2 separate regions of the Sus scrofa genome follow, and region 2 is linked to region 1. A link is a contact called in public Hi-C data. All regions are on one chromosome and are shown on one strand. The core of a region is the stretch at or near the end of the contact, and the rest is flanking DNA. Distances in the headings are between cores, read along the strand shown.

Evidence for each region. Hi-C and Micro-C count contacts between places; a contact is called where the count stands out from the background.
Region 2: a contact with region 1 is called in a Hi-C map of fetal skeletal muscle, with 1.6 times the contacts expected there. The contact joins two enhancer-like sites. A contact is called at or near these places in 2 of 47 Hi-C or Micro-C datasets (epiblast stem cells and fetal skeletal muscle) and 1 of 2 datasets of contacts at active chromatin or transcription factors (alveolar macrophages).

The regions. Positions count from the first base shown.
Region 1 is chr15:56,441,077-56,448,515 of Sscrofa11.1, reverse strand. The region is part of intron 2 of HERC2 (E3 ubiquitin-protein ligase HERC2); the gene reads right to left. Among named protein-coding and RNA genes, the nearest start is that of HERC2, 6.7 kb to the right of the region's middle. Within about 2 kb of position 2,280, at least 12 of the 83 cell types and tissues checked have an H3K27ac peak or open chromatin away from gene starts, as enhancers often do. A contact at or near this core is called in fetal skeletal muscle, where this site is marked.
Region 2 is chr15:56,559,452-56,565,880 of Sscrofa11.1, reverse strand. It overlaps HERC2 (E3 ubiquitin-protein ligase HERC2), which reads right to left. Exons shown (of 93, transcript XM_021075345.1): 46 at 5,981-6,248; 47 at 5,694-5,830; 48 at 4,957-5,055; 49 at 3,424-3,592; 50 at 3,204-3,329; 51 at 1,181-1,289; 52 at 924-1,063. Among named protein-coding and RNA genes, the nearest start is that of OCA2, 95 kb to the left of the region's middle. Within about 2 kb of position 3,265, at least 3 of the 83 cell types and tissues checked have an H3K27ac peak or open chromatin away from gene starts, as enhancers often do. A contact at or near this core is called in fetal skeletal muscle, where this site is marked.

The sequences.
Region 1 (7,439 bases), core at 1,031-3,530:
CACCTGCTGATCTGGGTAAGAGGAGGGCAGCTAAAACCTCCAGGCCCAGGCAGCCACAATGGCAGGGAGGCAAATAGCATCCAACTAAACAGCCCTATGTGTGCCATGCTACAGCCTTTACACACCACCTCCAGGGGCTCCAGGGAATAAATGATCAAGTCTCCAATTAAAAATAAGTGTCAGGGCAGTGGATGGAGACAAAGGAAGAAACCAGAAACAGAGAAAATAACTTAGGAGATCTCTGTTGAGAGCTCCAAAAAAAAAAAAAAGGATGAGAGCCTCAGCCAAAACAAGGAAAGAAGAGTAAAGTATTTCAGATCAAAGAGGACAGATCAGACATTAAATGTGAAAAATGAAAACAGACTCAGCATGAGAGACTTAGCTCAGTTTTAACCACTGAGATCTGCACCAACCACTAAACACAAACATGGAGATCCTCTCCCCATGCATGCACACACACATATACACATATGCACTCACACAGATACACATTTACTGCAAATACAAATTCAGATCTTAGCAGAGTATTCATTCAGGGCTAGAGGTTCAAATCTGGGAGTCAGCAGCAAAGAGGCCGTAGACCTGGAGGAGAGGCCACCAACCAAGGACAGAGGGTGAACCAACATCCTCAGGCCCTATGGCACACTAGGATTACTGAAGAGCGGCTGGGGATGAATCATTTATAAAGAGGAAGCCAAGGAAGAAGCCCACTTTATGTGGAAACAGGAACAGTCGTTCCCACCCATTCTTTCTGTAGTGCTGGGAAGGAAAAGGGTGGGGCAGAAGCTGTGTAGAAGGTAGACACTGGGTGTCTGGAGGGATATTCATGGTAGAGGCCTCCCAGGAACTGAGGACCCAAAAGCAAGTAACCACCATTCAAACTACAACGGTTCAGGCATCTAAAAGGATTCAGGGGAAGGAGGAACATTGCTAAGGCAACTAAGCAAGCTTCCCTGGTCAAGAGCTTGAAAGAGCTAGACTGTGGAAGGCAGAGATGAAGCCCCAGGTAGAGCATTCCCAGGCACTGGAAGGGAAGCAAAGGATCCCAAGGAGAAAGAAGCCAGGAAAATGGCACTGGGAGAATAAGCAATAAAAATCACTTCAGGGAGTTCCCTGGTGGTCTAGCGGTTAGGATTCAGTGCTTTCACTGGCAGAGCCTGGGTTCAACGCCTGGTCTGGGAACTGAGATGCCACATACATCAAGCCACTGAACACAGCAGCCAAAAAAAAAAAATTCAATTTTTCAGGTTAAGAGTAGTCATACAACAATCTATAAATAGCTTGTCTTTATTTGTAGCCACTTTACATAAAAGTTCCCAATGGGTGACAATACAGATCTTAAATTTTAACTTTTTGCATTTGGAATCCAGATACCTCTAATTAGTATTATTTGGTCTTAGGACCCTTTTCCAATTTGCTCTTATATTCTTACCTCACACCTCTAAAATGACATGGCAGGAAAAGGCATTTTCATCCTGAAAAGAAGCCAACAAGAGGAGTAGCAACATGCCCAGTTTTGAGGAACAGTAACTAAAACTCAGAGGTTCAATCATTTGACCAACGCCCACAACATTGAGGCTGTCAGAGGTAGTTTTTTGGGAAGATGCTTAACTCCCAAGCTTGTTCTCTTCTCACCAACACAACATGCACCCACGTGCACAGTAAGGAGGCCCAGGGGAGAAATCGCAGATGCTACCAACACCTGAAAATCAAACAGGATCAGGCAAGAGGGTCCTTAAGGTGTCTATTAAAATGACTACTTCAGAACTGTAAAATTACACAATATAATCCAAAATAGAATACAAGAAATGAAATAAATGGCATTTTGATTAACTTAGAGATTAGAAAATGGGGTTTACTTCTATCTTTAAAATATGCCTGAAAAGTAATCTGTTCAAATATTTGCATATGACTAAAGTAAACATATCTGGCTTTTTTTTCTTAGCCTTGCAGAAAATTACCTTCTGCACCCTTTGAACACAGAACAACATACCAATTCCAAAAAATCTTAAGGTTTCTGGGAGCAACTGGGAAAGTCAGAAAGAAACATAAAAGACATCTGTTTAAAATCTTCGAGGCAGCAAGGAAGAGCAAGCCTGAGACCCAGAGAGGAGGACAGCACAGAGAGCCGAAGGCTGCTTGCCTAAAGGCACCTGCCTACTCCATGAGCAGGGCTGATACCAAGCAGATCTCAGTGGAGCTGCTGAGAAAGGGTGGAGCTGTGCTCCTCACAGGGGAGAGGCCTGGAAAACACGCCATGCTTTGAGCCACATACACCAGAAAGATGGGTGAGGTGCAAGCAGACCTGCAGGAGCCCAGTTTGGAACAGTGACAGTTCCTTACTGGCCTGCAGTAATCTGTGGTCACTAATACTTCTAGTTTGGTACCTCCTCTCTAGATGATATCGTTATCAGAGCCTCAAATGATCACGACAATTTCTCACAGATAATACCTAGAACTCAGAATAAAAACCACAATGGGTAAGACAAGACCACATATTTGAAAAATGAAAAAAAAAAAAAAAAAAAACATAAAACAGATCAAGAGAGGAGCCAGAGAAAAGAAAAATGGACATGCTTTGCCCTAAAAGGAAAGTCCAAGCAATGGATTAAAGTGCTGACACTTTCCCCGGCAGATGCCAGCACAGGGCAGGGAGGGGAAGGGCAGAAGGGGAGGCAGGATCAGGAAGCACATAACACAGCAAATTATGACAGGGGTCAAAAAATTAAGGCCCGGCCCAAGGGCCAAGTCTAGCCCACAGCCTGATTTTATATGTCCCCCAAGCTAAGAGTGGCTTTTACATTTTTCAGTGGTTGAAAAATAATCAAGAAGGAAAATCTTTTGTGACACATGAAAATTATGACATTCAAACTGTGATATCCATCAAGTTTACTGGAATCTACCAACACGCACTTGTGTTTACGTTACTGTCTGTGTCCACTTTCGCACAACAACAGCAGAGGTGAGTAGCTATTACAGAGAACATATGGCCACAGAAATATTTACTATCTAGCCCTTTACAGAAATAGTTTGCTGACTCCCATGTTACTGCACTGGCCCCCACTCCAAGGTATGCTACAGGCATGCTGTCTAGGCATGAGGGGCTCTTTGCCAAGGTTTGCAAGAAGAAACCACAGAACCATCCAAGGAGGCGGGGAAAGGGGAGGGGTGAATTAAAATACCCAGTTCCCTTATCTTTCCTTGCCAAGGGGTGAATGTTCACCCCATGAAAGTGAGCTCCTGCTCTCCCCTACCTTAGAGACTATGTCACCTCCAACTCCATGACAGGCAGATGGGAAGCCACAACCTATGCCCTGTTGTTTGACATTACGTCCAAGACTAGAAGTAGAAGGGTGGCCCACAGGCATGCTGGTGTTTCAACCCACAGGGAAAGGAAGAGGCAGTCTAGGAATCTAAAGAGATTGCACAAGGTTTGGTATGTCTAAGCAATTAACAGTTCAGATTAACAATATCAACAGAGAAAGGAAAATTATTTTTAAAATGTACTAAGCAAACTGCCAAATCACTTCAAACTAAACATTTAAAATAGATGCATTTTGGAATTCCCTGGTGGCACAGCGGGTTAAGAAGCCAGTGTTATCACTGCCGTGGCATGGGTCACTGCTGTGGCGCAGGTTCAATCCCTGGCCTAGGAACTTCTGCATGCTGCAGGTACAGCCAAAAATAAATAAATAAAATAGATGTCTTTTACTAAATATAATTATACCTCAATAAAATGCATTCAAACAAAAATGTGGAAATTATAAACCAAAAAAAAAAAAACTTTATCTAAAATTAAGAACTCAATGAATGAGATTAAAAGCAGATTGGGTGAGTTCCCTGATGGTCTAGTGGTTAGGATTCAGTGCTTTCACTGGTGCAGCCTGGGTTTAATTCCACATCAAGCCGCTGCACATCACAGCCAAAAAATTATTTTTAAAAAACAAAACAAAACAAATTTTAAAAAGCAGATTCTTCACCCATGAAGAATTAACTTCTTTAGGAATTACTTCTCTAGTAGAAAACCAGAAGAATATATCAAACAGCTGTTTTCAAACACTGGACAGCAGGTAGCCCAGAACTGTGATCCCTGAGACAGGCAAGAGATAAAGCAAGGGCAATAAGTGCCCAAGCTTAACGCCTACAAGCAGTTTCCAGGCTGCAACACAGGAAAGGGGAACCCAAATATAGCCCAGAGGTCTTGCTGAATGAAGGAGAAAGATCAGCTACAATTAAGTCAAAATGACAAGAATACAGGCAAGAAGGTTGGCTGCAGAGACACTGATCTCTGGAGAAGGGCAGAGGGGACCCCAGGAGACTTTGGCTGAGTGCTGATCTGGGCACTGCCAAGGCTGGGGAAAGAAACTCTACAAAGAAGCAGGCAGAACCTCTGTGATTCACAGTCTGGGAAAAGCTTGTGTTTTCACCAACCAGAACAGACCTCTGAGCACATCCTAAGAAGGACAGAGCCTTACTAAGGCAGCTATCTTAGTCCAAGATTAAAGGCTCTGCTAAATCAGCCCAAACAAACTTTAGGATCAATCAGGCCAAACTGATCCCAACTGAACTTACATGCATGCCCGACAAAACTAATGTTCTTTAAAAGAATAAGATCCAACACAAAATAATGTAATATTTATAATGTCCAACACTCAATTAGAAAAACTACCAGGCATGCAAACACGACCCATAACCAGAGCAATAAATCAACAGAAATGACAAAATCAACTAATTGAAATAAATCCAGAAATGACAGATATGAAGGAATTGGCAGACGACACTGGTAAAAGCTCTATTAGAAATATGCTCCATATACTCACAGAGAGGAAAATATGAACATGATGACAAGTAAAATGGAAGATATAAAAAGGACTGGAAGGGAATCTCTAGAGATGAAAAATATAAGACGTAAAGTGAAAACTCCAATGCACAGGATTACTAGACTAGCACTACAGAAAGTTCTATTATAACACACCATATTTAAGCATACAGCTATGATATGTTACACGCTCTCCCTTTTAAAACTCATTTACTCTGGGTTTTACCCACAATTACAGGTTTAATGCTCACCACTAGTCTTCTTGGCAATCTACAGTCATTCAGTCACCTAAAGATCTTTCTCTATTTGATTCCTCAGGAAAGGCTCATGGAAACAATATTTTCTGAGTTCTTGCTCATTGATAAGTTTGTGTCCTTTTTACCTGAAAAGTCAGTTTTGCTAGAACATAAAATCCTTGGCTCACATTTTCTTTTCCTGGGTGCCTTAAATATGTTACTCAGTTTTCTTTTACTTAAGGCCTTGTTGTCAAAGTCGGATGGTAAACTCATTTTATTTCCCTTATAACTACTATTAGTCTTTTCCAAGACCAAAGTTAGTTCTTTAAAAAAAAAGACTAACAAAATACGTAAACACCTGACAAGATATATCCAAAATAAAGACACAAATAACCAAAATCATGAGCAAAAAAATGAGCAATGCTACCTAATCTACAGACATGAAAGTAATCACAGACGTCATTATGAGCATCAAGGTACCTGCATTTACAAAATTCTTTTATTTCTATGTATCATTTATCGACTGGAAAAAAAGAATAGAATTTACCAAAATGTTCATGTTTATTTTTTTAATCTACTGATATTTCCGAGCATAAAGTGATAATATATACACTTAACAACTTTAATTTTAAAAGCTAACTTTTATGTTTCATTATTTCAAATTAATGATTAGAAGACAAATTAAATCCAAATTGAATTACTGATACACTCAACAACTTTGATGGGCTTCAAAGGTATTATGCCAAGTGAACAAAGCGAATTTCAAAAGGTCACATACCATAGGACGTTCTCAAAATAACGAAGTTATAGAGATGGAGAACAAATTAGTGACTGCCATGGTAGAGAGAGGAAAGTGTGACTATAGCGGGACAGCAGCAGGGAGATCTCTGTGGTAATGGAACACTTCTTGGTCTTAATTGTGGTGGTGGTTATACAAATAGACAGGCAAATATGATAAAATGGCACAGAACTATGCACACACTGTACCCATGTCAATTTCTTGTTTTATTACTGTATTATAGTTACTTAAGATGTAACCACCAGGGTAATCTGGGAGAAGAGTATACAGTGACCTCTACTTTCTTTACAACTACCTATGAGTCTATTATTATTTCAAAATAAAAAGGTTTTTGTTTTTTTTTTTTGTTTGTATTTTTTTTGGCCTTCAGCATATGGAAATTCACAGACCAGGGATCAAATCCAAGCTGCAGCTGCAACCTATGCTGCAGCTGTGGCAACACGAGATCCTTTCCCTGCAATGCCACAGCAGGAACACTTCAAAATAAAAAGTTTTTAAAACTGCTTCATACATATCTAATTTCATGTTCCACTTCAAAGAACCCAAAAATAGAAACTGTAGGAGACTCATTTGAGAATAGCTTATGCAAGAGAGAATAGGATAACGCCATTCTTGGACCCATGCTCAAAGATGCACCCTTAGCCTTATGTCAGGACTAGAAAATAAATATGCATATACATTTTAACAATAAAAAATGTTCAAGGTATCATGTACTACTTTTATTCACAAAAAAAAAAAACTACCAGTCATATCAGACTGAAGGGCCTTTACTGTAAATATAAAAATGGTAATGGTAGAGATTGTATAGCTAATACTTCTTAGCTGTGTATTTTATTGCTTCTTCAAGAGAGTTGTAAAAGAAAATAAGGCAATTCAAGGGACTCCACACAACAACCAGAAAAGAGTATCAAAGAAATAAAAAGCATTATATATATAAAAACCAGATAGATGCATGCCATATCATGGGCACTCCTTTAGAGGCAGCTGATAGCAAGGTCACAGGCCTGAATCATCTAAATGACTCTGATTAAGAAAGTCTAGGGTTAGGAGTTCCCATTGTGTCTCAGCAGATTAAGAACTGAACTAGTATCCAAGAGGATATGGTTCAATCCCTGGCCTCACTGGGTGGGTTAAAGGATCTGGCATTGTTGCAGTGTAGATCACAGATGCGGCTTGGTCTGGCATTGCTGTGGCTGTGGCGTAGGCGGGCAGCTACAGCTTTGATTCGACTCCTAGCCCAGGAACATCCATATGCCACAGGTGTGACCCTTAAAAAAAAAAAAAGTCTAGTGTTAGTATCTATATTCTTTAAAAAACACACATATTAGAACTTTTCAGTCTCCAAAAATATCTCCTTTCTAAAGTCACTAAAAACTTCAAGGACACTTCAAACAAATAGTCATAGAAAATAGATTAGCTAAATCCTACAGCTAAGAAACATGTTTCTACTCCACATATTATTCATTAACCAGGCATCAATCCTGCTCTCAATATAAAAGCCCCCCCTAAGGAATGGACACTTTCCACTCCAGGTGGGAGAGACATCCCCAACAAGATAAGAGTAAGACCTATCTGCAAAAGGCCT
Region 2 (6,429 bases), core at 2,016-4,515, 120 kb before region 1:
CCCTCATACACTGCTGCTAAAAATGTAAATGGTGTAGCCTCTATGGAAAACATGTTGGTGGTTTCTCAGAAAGTTAAAGAACTACCTAATGACCCAGTTATTCTACTCCTAATTTTGAAAATACAAAGTCAAACTGACTTGTACTCCAATGTTCACAGCAATGTCATTTGCAACAGCTGAAAGGTACAAACCACCCAAAAGTCCATTAATAGATGGCTGGATAAGCAGGCTGTGGTAGAGAAATACAATGGAACATTACTCAGCCATAAAAAGAAATGAGGTTCTGCACATGCCACAACATGGATGAACCCTGAAAACATAAGGTGAAATAAGTAAGACACAGAAAAACACAAATTTTGTCTGATTCCACTTATACGAGGTACCTAGAGTTGTCAAATTCACAGAGATGGAAAGTGGATTGGAGGATGCCAGGGGTTGGAAGAGGGAAGAATGAGGAATTACTGCTTAATGGGTATACTCCTGTGTAGGCGAAAAAGTTTTAGAAATACATAGTGGTGAAAGTGTAGAATATGCCCTTAACTGTACACTTGAAAGTACACATATTGTGCTATGATAAAAATATATACTAAAAGACAATCAAAAAGACTCACTCTCCATCTAACCAATTCCACATCCTACCCACCAAAACATTTACTAGTCTCATAAGATTCTTGTGCTCTTCTTTACGGAAATATCAGCAAACAAATCCTGTCACTCTAGTTCTAGTGACCACGCATCACTTGAAAAAACAAACTGCAGTTCCTCAGTTGGTTAGGACCATCTTCCCTGTTTCACTGTGCACCCAGCACACTGCTCACCACATAAGTATGAACTTTAAAGAGCAAACTAAGTACATTTTTTTCAACAATAATTATCTCATTAATAGTAGTTTGAAGAAAGAGAAAATAACCATTCTACTATACCTGGTTCATTTATTCTGCCAAATGTATGCCTTGCATTATGTTTTCTGGTTTTGAAACATGTTTCACAAAAATCAAAGTCATCACAGTTTCTGCATTTGAATCTAGATCCATTGATAGGAAACATCTGACAGCCATCGCACCTATTTTTAAAACAGCAGTTGAGTTGAAAAGAAAGAGATATGGTCATTTATTAAATTTATTTCCAAAGAAAACCATTTCTCCCAAACAAATCTAGCAATATAAAAATAAAAACTCACGTAACACCAGGATGAACACTGGGTACCAACTCCATTTCTGATAACAGCCCAGTCCAGTGCGACTGCTGGGGAAAGTCGACAATAACATCTTTTCCATTGGCACTGAAAGCTAGGACAGAACAGAAATCGTCTGAAACATCTGTGTCACCAGTATAAACCTAAAATTAGAATTAAATCTATAACTAGTCAAGTGATAGTATATTACAGTCATTTATATTTTATAAAGAGTACTCCTCTTTGAGGGAGACATACTAAGATACAGATGAACTAACATATGATGACAATCAGGGATTAACTTCAAAGTAATGGAGGGAGGGGATCATGAATGAACAACTGTGGCCAATAGTGGACAGCTGTTAAAGCCAGGTGGATACACAGAAGTTCATTATACCACATTCTCTTCTTTTGCGGATGTTTGAAAATTTCCACAATAAGAAGGTTTCCTTGTTTGTTTTTAATTAAACCAAGCAAAAACTCCAAGGAGAAGTTTCCATCGTGGCTCAGCAGGTTAAGGCCCTGACACCGTTTTCATGAGGATGTGGGTTCAATTTCTGGCCTCTCTCAGTGGGTTAAGGATGGAGTGTTTCCACAAGCTTCAGTGTAGGTCACAGATGCGGCTCAGATCCAGTTGTTGCTGTGGCTGGAGGTAGGCCTCAGCTGCAGCTCCGATTCTACCCCTGGCCCAGGAACTTCCATATGCCACAGGTGTGGCCGTAAAAAGAAAAAAAAAAAAAAATCTTAGGGAATAAAAATCACATTAATAACGTTACGACACCTCTTGCACTTTGGTGAAAGATGCTCAAAACATTAACTTCTAAACCAAGTTAATTATTTTAAAAATTTATCTTTGTTTTAAATTGTAAAGCTTTTAAGAATCTCTTAAGAAAACTGTTAAACTCAAGTAAAATGTTTAATAAGCCGTTTGTTTTTAAGTAACTTAAGAAAACACTAACACCCCAATCCACTGTGGAAGCACCACCATTGCGGCCATTTCTAATCTAAGAGAATTTTCTATGTGGCTGAAAGAAGACAAAACAAAGCAAAAATGGCACTGAAAGAGTTTAAAGATAAAATAAAAGCACACCTACATTTAATCATCTCTCACACTATTGTTAAAATGGCTACAGTGTACCTTTTAAAGTATGCCATGTGTTTGATTTGAAATCTCAAGAATATCACATTAAATATAAACCAAAGAGCATTTTGTTTCCAGTTCTTAACTCTCATCACTTGCACATTTCCATTTATTAAATTCAGTCCTAAAGTCTTATTAAAAAAAGAGAGGAAAAAAAACATCGAAGGAACTAGCCATTTGGCAGAAGGACTGACAGACCAAGTTTACAGCACTCCAACATGAGACAAGGCTACCCTAGGACTATGACAGATTGAGGCAAAACTAAAACCTCTCTTTACCACGTCTGGTCAATGTTCAATCTAATCCAAACCGCAAACCCATGCTGGCTGGTATGAAAAACTACTCCTTGCCAATTATAGCCTCATCATGTGAGTCCATTATTCCTTCCTTCTAAACAATATTTTTTAAGGTACCCACTCTCATGTAAGTGATAGGATATGATGTTGGTATCCAAATGAGACAAGGTGGGAGGTGGGGGGGATGCTCTGGGGGTTTGGGATGGAAATTCTATAAAATTGGGTTGTGATGATCGTAGTACAACTATAAATGCAATAAAATTCATTGAGTAAAAACAAACAAAAGATATCCACTCTTAGAATTATCCCAATTCCTTGAACCCTCTCTGAAATACCCAATGCAAACATTACTGCTCTTTGTTACACCCACTTATAGAGAAATCTCCTTTCCAGGGTATGCATCCTCTCAAGTTGCAGTGAGTTAGCACACATGACTCTGTTCAACAACAGGTGTGCTCCTGGCCTGGAGGGCACTGACTAGCGAAAGAACACTATTTATATATCCTAAGGCTTGCTTTACACTTGTTTTTCTTGCCCTTAAATGTGAAAGAAAAGAAAGTTTACATTAATTTTTTTGCCTAGATAACAGTACCTTTCACGACCCCCACACTTTGATGAGTCACAGATCCCCATTTGTATTTCGGTGTGGTGACTGAGGCTTTGACTCGAACTTTATCACCAATCTTGATGTGAGAAGGAGAACTTGGTGGAGGATAGCCTAAAGATTCCGGTAAAAATTGAACTATAATTAGCATTCATATGTGGGAACTCTGAATCTAATTAAGAAATGCAAAAGAACTTAATGTTCTCACCTATAAGTTCCACATGAATATACCTAACCCAGTAAGTGCCTCCTTTCTGTTGCCAATCACACTGCACATTGAGGTCATGTAATCCATCTCTATCCAGTTTGATTACTTTGCCCACATCTCCCTCACACACTTCCTCATATGTTCGACAGCATCTAACCATCATTCCCACCTGAAATTAAAATTAAGTTAAAAATCTAGTTCAGTGTACAGATGAAATGATCGATTGTTAATTAAGTAGCATTATTCTACTTCTAACAAAGGATTTCATCTAGCACCTAGTGTGCTATCAAAAGTCATTTTACACTAAATGGAACCAGAGCTCTTTGGAAAACTGTCTGGCTCAATGTCTGAGGCAGAAAATATACAAGATGAATTTGAATCAACTTGCGTCATTAAGCAAGGGAACTAGCAAAGACCAACGGGTTCCCTCAAATGAACAAACTACGCAAGAGCAAAATTACCTGAAACACATCAAATCCATAACAGTCAACAAATTCACCATAATGATAATAAGCAAAACAAAGGTTCTTGGTCATCTCTATAACTACCAGGGCACCCATTCACCATTCTGAAAATTGATAATGCAAGTGAACAGAAATCAACCATTGATTCTGCCTTTCCTATACACAATATATTATAGTGACAAGAGTTGATAAAAAAGTTTTCTTCAACAAACAGAAGTCCAGCTAATAAATTTGGAAGGAATAACAAAGTCAGAATTGTGTGACCGTTCTTGAAGGGTTTAGAAGATAACAGTAATACTCCTGAAGCACCAAGATGGGCAATTAATAGATGACAAGGGATGTTGCATGTTGGGCCACATGATATACTCCTTCCTAAGATGAGTCCAGTTCCTGAGTCCAATTCTTCTCCATTTCTCCAACTTTACAGGAAATGCAGAAGAGGGAGGACGACATGGACCAATGTAGTTTTAGCCAAAATAAATGGCATGAAAAGGAAAAAAAAGGAAGGAGAGAGACTATTCTAGGTTAAAAAGACACCCAAGTATAAGGTATGAGATCTTGTTTGTATCCACCTTCTTCAAAATTACTGTAAGAAGCCATTTTTGAAAAAATTGGGAAAATCTGAGCAAGCATTAGATATGAGATGACAGGGAATTCTTGTTTATCTTGTTAGGTCATGTTAGGTATCAGTAATGTCATTATGTTGGGATTTTCTCTGAACTATACTACCTAGAACAAAAGAATTAAAACATAAAAAGCATATCTAAATTTTTAAAATCAGATGGCAGTGAGATAATAATTAAAAAAAAAAAGCAAAAGGAGATGGTAAAAGTGTCCAAGTGGAGGTGACTGGGAAACACCTCTGTGTGCCACAACCCTGTGAACAAGCCACCTTCTGCTCTCTAGCTCTGGCCCCTTGCTGATCTTCTGTTCCTCTGTCCTCTGCCCTAGCCCCAGTGGCCTCCCTGCTGGGTGCTATGCCCTCCCCCTTGTCAGGTCTGACTTTGTGAGATGCAACAGTTTCTGAATGAAAACCTAAGCAAAGCTCCAGCCTATGGCAATTACTCACCTGAATATTCTCCCTCACGTACACAGCATAATCATCATTACTCAAGAAATCAGCTCGTTTTTTGTAAGTCTGGCTCTCTGTTACAACAGCACCAGTAGACTACAAGAGATAAATATATTTTTTTAAAAGGTGAACCAGTTAAACCTACTTAAGAAGAAATAAATATGTGAAATCTATATTAAAAAAGTATGAAATATTATACTATATTTCCACTATAAAATTCATTTTAAAAAGAATAATAGCAACGGCATAGTAAGCAGAATTAGTCTCAAAAGCTGAAAATATAGAAAATTTCTGAGGCATTTTCAAATTAATCCCCTGAAACAACTTACTCAAATCAGAAGTCAATGCGTTACATAAATACTGATTTTTCTTTTCTTTTTTTTTTTTTTGGTGGCTGCATCCATGACATGTGGAAGTTCCAGGGCCAGGGATCAAACCTACGCCAGAGCAGTGACCTGAGCCACAGCAGTGACAAGGCAGGATCCTTAACCCACTGAGCCACCAGGGAACTCCCAACTAATGATTTTTAAAAACAAGATCTCCTCTAACAGCTATTCAACATCATTAGATGTTGGAACAAGGGTCTGTTTTAAAGCTAAAAGTAATTAAGGTACAGAAAACCCAGGCAGTACTTAGTAATTTGGCCATGTGCCAGCAGAACCACAGAGAGGCCAAATGGAGTGGCATGGAGGAAACCAGAGCTCAGGACAGAGGGACAAGAGAGGGGCACTGACCATAGCGTAGGCCGTGTCGTCCACATCCTCTACTACTTCCTCATCTGAACACTCCTCAGACCCTGTGTCTGCATCCGAGAGATCTGTGACCTGCACGTCAGCATGGTCCAGCAGCCACCCAACCAAGGCCTCCACGCCTAGGAGCAAGCACATCCAGCACAACCAATGAGGACCACAGTGCTGCCTGCCCAAAGGGCCTCGGCCTCAAACGTGAGCATTTCAAGGGAAGCCTAAAAATAAATGGGTGGTGCCTTAAATCAAAAATACCCACAGGGACAACACAGTACCTGGCAAGCCAGCAGCATTCCCTGAGGTGCCAGTGAGTGACTTCAGAGCAAACTCTATGTTCCTCCGAGGAAATCCCATTTCCATGAGCTGAACCACAATAGGCAGAGCAGGACCAGGCGGCTGCTTGTGCTTCTTTGCTCTGACGGGACGAACATGCTGCATGGGGACAGGTGTTGTGGCCTCACTGGAGCTGCAATCTTCAAACAATGGGCTTGATGGGTGAGTGGACTCCACGGCCAAATACTGACACACTGCCAATGCAGCAGCCTAGGCAAATGAGAGTGGAGCCAGGGGACTTGTAAGTCAATGGACTAAGAAGCCTGGGAAAATGGAAACTAGGGATTACTACTACATAGACTGCAGTGTAGAACTATAGTAAACCCGGGCCTACATGTGCACTTTTAAATGAATATATGCCGAAAACAACAAAGACAATTTTTACAGTTTA